Regions from separate parts of the Sus scrofa genome. Here region 1 is linked to region 2. Evidence: chromatin contacts called from public promoter capture Hi-C data. All regions are on one chromosome and are shown on one strand. The core of a region is the stretch at or near the end of the contact, and the rest is flanking DNA. Distances in the headings are between cores, read along the strand shown. Region 1 holds the start of LSM10 (U7 snRNA-associated Sm-like protein LSm10). Region 2 holds the start of ADPRHL2 (poly(ADP-ribose) glycohydrolase ARH3).

Region 1 (3,535 bases), core at 155-2,654, 260 kb before region 2:
TAACTTGCAAATCTGTGTCCCCCTCACCTGGTCTGCAGGCTCACTTTCCCAGAGATGTTCCATCACGTCACGCGTAGACTGATGTCATTTTTATTTATTCAGGACATTTACTTCACTTTCAAAGGGCATGAAAAAACTTTTTTTGGCCACCCCACAGCCTATGGAGTTCCTGGGTCAGGGATCAGATCTGAGCTACAGTTGCAACCTATGCCACAGCTTCGGCAACACTGGATCCTTTAACCCACTGTGCCAACCCAGGGATCAAACCTGTGCCCTCGCACTGGAGAGGCACCACCAATGCTGTGGCGCCACAGCAGGAACTTTTAAAATATAATATAAAGACAGTTCTCCATAGAAAGGCACCAGAAGCAATGGGTAGAAGTTACCCCAAACTTCCCAGCAAAGGAGTACAACACCTGGCAGAGGAGGGAGTTGCTGGCCCCTGGGTCTCGGGCCATGTTAGGGGAGCATCTTCAGGCTGCTGGAGAGGGGATTTGCACCCCGGATGGCAAGCTGGAACAGGATTCTCTCAGGATCCTGTGTTCCTCTGACAGTTTGGAAATAGAACCACGGCACAGCTCATCAAAAGGGAACAGAAATATTCAAGACTCCTGAAATGAACTCAATTCAAGTGGGCCCTAGACCGGGTTTGAGGTTGCAAAAAATCGAAACTAATTCTGGCTGCTTAGCTGGGAAAAGAATCTACTGAAAGGGCTTTGGCAACTCCCAGCTGACAGGAAGTCCGAAGGGCCATGGGAAAATGGCCAGGAACCAAGGAAGGGCAGGCAGCACAGGGAAGCACTCCAGCCCCAGCAGCAACCCCAGGAATGAGGTGCCAGATGACACAGGCACCAGGACGGAGCCCAAACAGTTCCTGCTGGTTCATGTCACTCGCTTCAGACTTAGAATCTGATAATGCCTGAGTTTAGGTCACCAGCCAGCCTTTGAAGGAGGGATTGGACCTCCTATCTATAGAATAAAGCAGAGCGGATCCCAGCAGATGGAGCAGGCTAGCGAAGGCAGAGACAAGGATGCAGGGCTTGTCTGGGGGTTGCTGAGGGGCTGAGTCTGACTAGAAAGGAGTCTAATTTTAGTGTGTATTGTTAGACAGGCAGATTCCCAGGCTCCATTTCTGATTCAATAGGTATGGGGTTAGTTTAACAAGCATTCTAGATAATGTTAAGGCAAATGGTTTCCATACACACCTTAAGAAACACTGGATGGAGAGGCATTCTCTTATGGCCCAGTAGGTTAAGGATCCAGCATTGTTGCTGTAGCATCTTGGGCCGCTGCTGTCTCATGGGTTTGATCCCTGGCCCAAGAACGCCTCGAGAGTGGCAAAAGGAAATGAAGAAAGGGAGGGAGGGAAGAAGGGAGACTGGTTGGAAAGTCTACACAGAGAACCTAAAGGAGATCCAGCTAAGAGGTAGGTTGGAACCAAATCGATGTCAATATTGGAGACTATTCTGCTAGTGAATTGCTTTTTATTTATTTATTTACTTTTTTGTCTTTTTTGCTGTTGTTGTTGTTGCTATTTCTTGGGCCGCTCCCGCGGCATATGGAGATTCCCAGGCTAGGGGTCGAATCGGAGCTGTAGCCACCAGCCTACTCCAGAGCCACAGCAACGCGGGATCCGAGCCGCGTCTGCAACCTACACCACAGCTCACGGCAACGCCAGATCGTTAACCCACTGAGCAAGGGCAGGGACCGAACCCGCAACCTCATGGTTCCTAGTCGGATTCGTTAACCACTGCACCACGACGGGAACTCCGTGAATTGCTTTTTAATTTTTTCTTAGCAGGTGAATTAAGTTCATAGGTGTACTTTGTTTGCAAAGGCTCATGGGACACCCAAACCAGTAAGATGGCTTTTGTAATGAATTAAATGAGAAAACGAGTCTCAACTAGAATAGCAGCAGTCAGAATAAAAAGGCAAGAATGGGAGACCTCATGGCTTGGTGGGTTGGAGATGCAGCATTGGTACTACTGTGGCTCAGGCTATTGCTGTCGCTTGGGTTCAGTCCCTGGCCTGGGAACTTCCACATGCCAAGAGTGTGGCCAAAGAAAAAAAAGTGGGAGACAAATTTCAAGGAATTTTCAAGGCTCAGTGACTGTGACAGGTGTAGGGGAATCAAGAAATGACAGAAGTTGGAATTCCCATTGTGGCTCAGTGGGTTAAGAACCTGACATTGCGAGGATGCAGGTTCATCATTGGCCTTGCTCAGTGGGTTAAGGATCCAGTGTTGCCAAAAGCTGCAGTGGAGGTTGAAGCTGCAACTCTGATTCTCAACCCCCAGCCTGGGAACTTCCATATGCTGCAGGTGTGGCCTTTAAAACAATAAAAAGAAGTGATAGAAGTTATCAAGTTTATTCAAGGTGCCTGTCTTGGGTGGTTGAAAAATGGTGGTAGCAATCACAGAAATAGAATTCAGAGCAGCAACTCATTTGCAAAGGACTTGCTGAAGCTATGTTGCAGACATGCTGAGTTTCAAGTACCAGTGAGACTCATGGGAATAAGCAACAGATGGTTGGGAAACAGAGGTCTTCTGTGGAGCAGCCTGGGCAGGAGGTGCAGACAAGGGACTCAGCATGTAGGAGTTGTCAGCAAGGAGATACTTGACCAAGCAGGGAGCTGGGCTGGGAATATACCCCCAGAAAAAGCATATATGTTAGGGAGTAGAATGAAGTAGGGTTAAAAAAAAAATAGAGATAGAGGAGTTCCCATCATGGCACAGTGGTTAACAAATTTGACTAGGAACCATGGGGTTGCAGGTTCTATACCTGGCCTTGCTCAGTGGGTTAAGGAATATTCCATTGTGTATATGTACCACATCTTCTTGATCCACTCCTCTGTCGATGGACATTTAAGTTGTTTCCATGTCTTGGCTATTGAAAAGAGTGCTGCAATGAACATCGGAGTACATGTGTCTTTGCGAGTCATGGTGTTCTCTGGTTAGATGCCCAGGAGTGGGATTGCTGGATCAAATGGTAGTTCTAGTTTTAGTTTTCTGAGGAATCTCCATACTGTTTTTACAATCCCACCAACAGTGTAACAGGGTTCCTTTTTCTCCACACCCTCTCCAGCACTTATTGTTTGTAGACTTTTTGATGATGGCCATTCTGGCTGGTGTAAGGTGGTACCTCATAGTGGTTTAGATTTGCATTTCTCTAATAATGAGTGAAACTGAACATCTTTTCATGTGTTTTTTGGCCATCTGTATGTCTTTTTTTGGAGAATTGTCTGTTTTGATCTTCTGCCCGTTTTTTGATGGGGTTGTTTTTTTTTTTGGTATTGAGCTGAAGAAGGTGTTTATAAATTTTGGAGATGAATCCCTTGTCAGTTGATTCATTTGCAAAGATTTTCTCCCATTCTGTGGGTTGTCTTTTTGTGTTATTTAGGGTTTCCTTTGCTGTGCAGAAACTTTTCAGTTTAATTAAGTCCCATTTGTTTATTTTTGTTTTTATTGTCATTACTCTAAGAGGTGGATCTGAGAAGATGTTGCTGTCATTTATGTCAGAGAGCGTTTGGCCTATGT
Region 2 (3,710 bases), core at 732-3,231:
ATCTCTCCTTTAGTCCACAATCAGCCAGCTTTTCCCCAGGGAACCATCTCTCTTCCATTCCCAGTTCAGATGATAGGAGATGTAGCCAAGCCCGCCTCCAGCCCAGCCCAACTGCACGTCCCATCCCCTGGTTCATATGACCTAAAGCAGGCCAGTGAGACTCTGAGAACGTGGCTGGGGCCACCACAAAGAGAAACTTCTTCTGCTGGAGCTGCAGAGCTGGGTGCTGCTGGGGGCCCCCCTAAGGGAAGGGTCTGCCAGAGGAAAGCTCACCCAAAAGAATGCAGATCTGAACAAGGAGAGGAACTGGGTCTTGAGATGGCTTGGCTCAGCTCCACTTAAAGCCAGGCCTACCACTGGATTTCCCAGCGATGTCACCCAATGCATTCTCTTTTTGCTCAGGCTATTTTGAATTGGGTTTTCTGCCACTTGCGCCTAAAAGGTCCTAAAACCTCAACCTCAAATGTTTTTCCCTCATCTTAACATCAAACCAAAATGAAAATATAAAACTGTCCCAACATCCTGTCTGACTCTCAACCACAGTTCATCTCTCTCCTTCTCTTCATACCAAACCATACTTTTATCTTCTCCTTTTCCAATTCTTCCTAAACACAACTGAAATCTAACTTTTTTTTTTTGCCTTGTAGGGCTGCACCTGCGGCATATGTAGGTTCCCAGGCTAGGGGTTGAATCAGAGGTACAGCTGCTGGCCAACGCCAGAGCCACAGCAATGCGGGATCCAAACCATGTCTGCAACCTACACCACAGCTCATGCCATGCTGGATCCCCCTGAGCAAGGCCAGGGATGCAACCTGCAACCTCATGGTTCCTAGCCAGATTTGTTTCCACTGTGCCATATGGGAACTCCTGAAATCTAACTTCTAAGGTTCAACTTTCTACTGAAAATGCTTTTCTAAATCTAGATTTCCCGAGACTTAACCCCTTTTACCATCACACCAGTGACCAGTGTCTTCGTCCAGAAATTCTTGAGTTTTGTTGTTACGCATCTCCCCACTTCTCCTATCAAACAATTTCCTTCTCTAGCTCCTTTTCCTCCTTCAGGGTTCTGGGTGTGGCCCTTTTCCCTTACTATTCTATATGCTCTCCCAGAAGACTCATTCTCTGCTTGACCTCAGCTGTGATACTGAGCTGAGATCTGGGTGATGAGCAGACTGCCCAGGGGAGAGAGCTTTACAGGCAAACGGACAGCGGTACATGCAAAGGCCTCGGCAAGAGGAAGCACGATGTGACAGCAATGCAGAGCGGTACAAGATGAAACTGGGGCCGCAGGGGAGGACCGGCCACAGATGGCACGTTAAAGAGTTTGATTCTGTCTTAATGGTAATGGAAAATCACTGCAGAGCTTCACGCGCGCGGGAGGCAGCCATCAGATCTGTTTTCAGATGCGCACTCCCAGCTGCGTGGAGATGGACCGGTGGTGCACTGATCCAGGAGAACTGGGTAAATCGGGTCGAATCGGCAGGGGTGTACTACTGGACAAGGCAATCTAGGCGTGGCCTGTACCGCGGGAGGATGGGGTTGCCAGGCCCGTAACCGGCAAACGTCTGGGGCGAGACTCGTGAAGATGGGGCTCGGATTTAAACAAGCTGAGTCCGAGGTGCCCGCAAGTCCTGCAGATCCGGCCACTCACTCCCGCTGCGGTTCCCTCCCTCCCAGCGTCCCTCGCGACCCTTGGCCTCCACGTGCCCCAGTGCGTCCGGGCCCGCCCACCTGTCCGCGGGCTCCCCGCCGATCCGGGGTCCGGCTCCAGGTCCTGGACCTGACGCAGGACTGACGTCAGGTCGACCGTGTCGCGCGCCTCGTAGACGGCGCCCACGCAGTCCCCGAGCAGCGCGCCAGCCAGGCAGCCTCGGAAGCGGGAGAGGGAGCGGGCCGCCCCTGCCCCTCCGGAGGCCGCTGCCGCCGCCGTCATCGCTGCCACTGCCATCCGCGCCGATCCGCAGCCACTTCCGGTGCGGCCGACGCGTGCCCAGCGGCGCCGCTTCCCTGGCCCCACAGCGACACCCCGAGGCGCGGAGTCATAATTCCCGCGCGCGAGTGACCTGGGTGGTCCCGCAGCCCTGGTTCGATTGGGCTCGGCCTCTGGTTTTAGTCCCCATCCCCCACCCCTGGAAAGGGCATCACAGTCGGACGGGACGTCCACTAAAGGGTCCCCAGGGGTGGGCACTGAGCCAGACTGTAGGGTCACTGGCTCCGAGGCCTTTATGTGCCCGGGTACCCCAGCCCTCCCAGGGCAGCCGCCGCTCATGGCCCCCACTCAGGGCTGGGTGCCCCTCATCCCCAAGCCCTCCCCCCATCACCCTGGCCCCCTCAGGGCCTCTCCTAGGCATCCAGAGGGCAGGCTAGGGTCCAACTGGGGCAGAGCTTGTTGGAGGTCGCACAGCTAGAGCCCAGGGGTGCTGGCCTGGTCGAGACAGGCCCCCTGAGGGGAGAAAGGGGAAGGAGTGGGATTTGGAACTTGGAGCTTGAGGGATGATGTTCCCCGCCTGTGCTCCTCCAACTACAGGGGTAGCAGAGAACCCTCTGGACTGAGAACCCCCCACCTTTATTGACTCATTATCCCCACCTCCACTTCATTTCCCACCAGCCTTCCCCTCTGTTCTCAGCCCCTCGCTAGGTCAGCTCCAGCTGGCAGGTCTTGAGTGGACTCAGGGTGCGGTTTGTGGTGCGTGTGAAGGTGTCCACCTCAGGCACAAACTTCTCAGCAGGCACGGTCAGCTTCCGACGAGTATCCATGCACTTGGTGTCCAACAGCATGGAGTTGGCCTTGCAGGCGATATCAGCCTGCAGCCGAGCCAGGTGCTTGTACAGGGCATCCAGAGCGTCCCTGGGGAGGGAGGATTAACAACCCACCACCACTACATGAGGCTGGGCAGGCAGGGCTGAGCTTACCCACCTTGAGTCAGGAAGCCAGCAGGGAAGCCAGCAGGCAGCACGCCGCTGGGGTGGTGGGAGTTGTCTCCCCGCCCCTCCTGCTCACTCCCCAAACCTACTGTGCTTGAGCCAGCTTCTGCTTCAGGGCGGCAATGGTTGCCTCTAACTGGTGAACCTCATCAGTGAGGCCGAACTGTGCCTGGAGGTAGAGGAGCAGGTGGGAGGGAATCCCAGGTCAGCCAGGCTGTCCTTCTGCCCATGGGCCAGGGGGTGGCCTATGCCAGAACCCCTGCTCCACCAGGGAGCCCGTGCCCCGCTGGGGTGCCCTCATACCTGGTCACGGCAGAGTTCCACATTAGGCCGGTAGGTCCTGGTCTCTAGCCGGGTATGGCATAGCTTCAGGTTCTGCAACTTTCTGCGCAGATCCTCCTCCAGGTGCCGGATGTCCTCCTGCAGCTCAGCAATCTCCTCCAAGGTCTGCAGGGACAGAGGGACTGGTCTCCACCTGGTGCACCCAGTCCAGGGCTTCCTGGCAAGGCCCCAGGCTCCTCATCCCACAGCAGGAAGTCCAGGCCCCAGGAGATACGCGGAGAAGCTCACATTCTTCTCTTGCCACTTGAGCTCACTGTACACCTTCTCCATCTCCCGCAGCCGCTTCCTGAAGGCAAATTCCGTTGCAACCCTTTGGGCTTCGAGTTCATTGTTGGTCTGAAGGACAGGAAGTAGGCAGGACAAGGGGAAGGTATAAGCTTTGGCCTCTGGCCATCTGAGGATGTGGCTCAGGTGAGGGGTGGGATGCCACATGGCTGACAGGG

The links. Promoter capture Hi-C pulls out the DNA fragments that hold promoters and counts their contacts.
Region 1: a promoter capture Hi-C map of liver shows a contact between it and region 2, with 4 times the contacts expected there. The contact joins the promoter of LSM10 here to the promoter of ADPRHL2 in region 2. A contact is called at or near these places in 1 of 5 promoter capture datasets (liver), 7 of 47 Hi-C or Micro-C datasets (heart right ventricle, liver, mesenteric adipose tissue and 3 more) and 1 of 2 datasets of contacts at active chromatin or transcription factors (alveolar macrophages).

What each region holds. Positions count from the first base shown.
Region 1 is chr6:92,494,755-92,498,289 of Sscrofa11.1, reverse strand. LSM10 (U7 snRNA-associated Sm-like protein LSm10) reads left to right here and starts at 1,404. Exons shown (of 2, transcript XM_021095943.1): 1 at 1,404-1,426.
Region 2 is chr6:92,236,738-92,240,447 of Sscrofa11.1, reverse strand. It overlaps ADPRHL2 (poly(ADP-ribose) glycohydrolase ARH3), which reads right to left and starts at 1,981. Exons shown (of 6, transcript XM_003127788.4): 1 at 1,732-1,981. The coding sequence starts at 1,948. It overlaps TEKT2 (tektin-2), which reads right to left. Exons shown (of 10, transcript XM_005665212.2): 7 at 3,496-3,603; 8 at 3,229-3,372; 9 at 3,015-3,094; 10 at 2,323-2,848. The coding sequence ends at 2,635.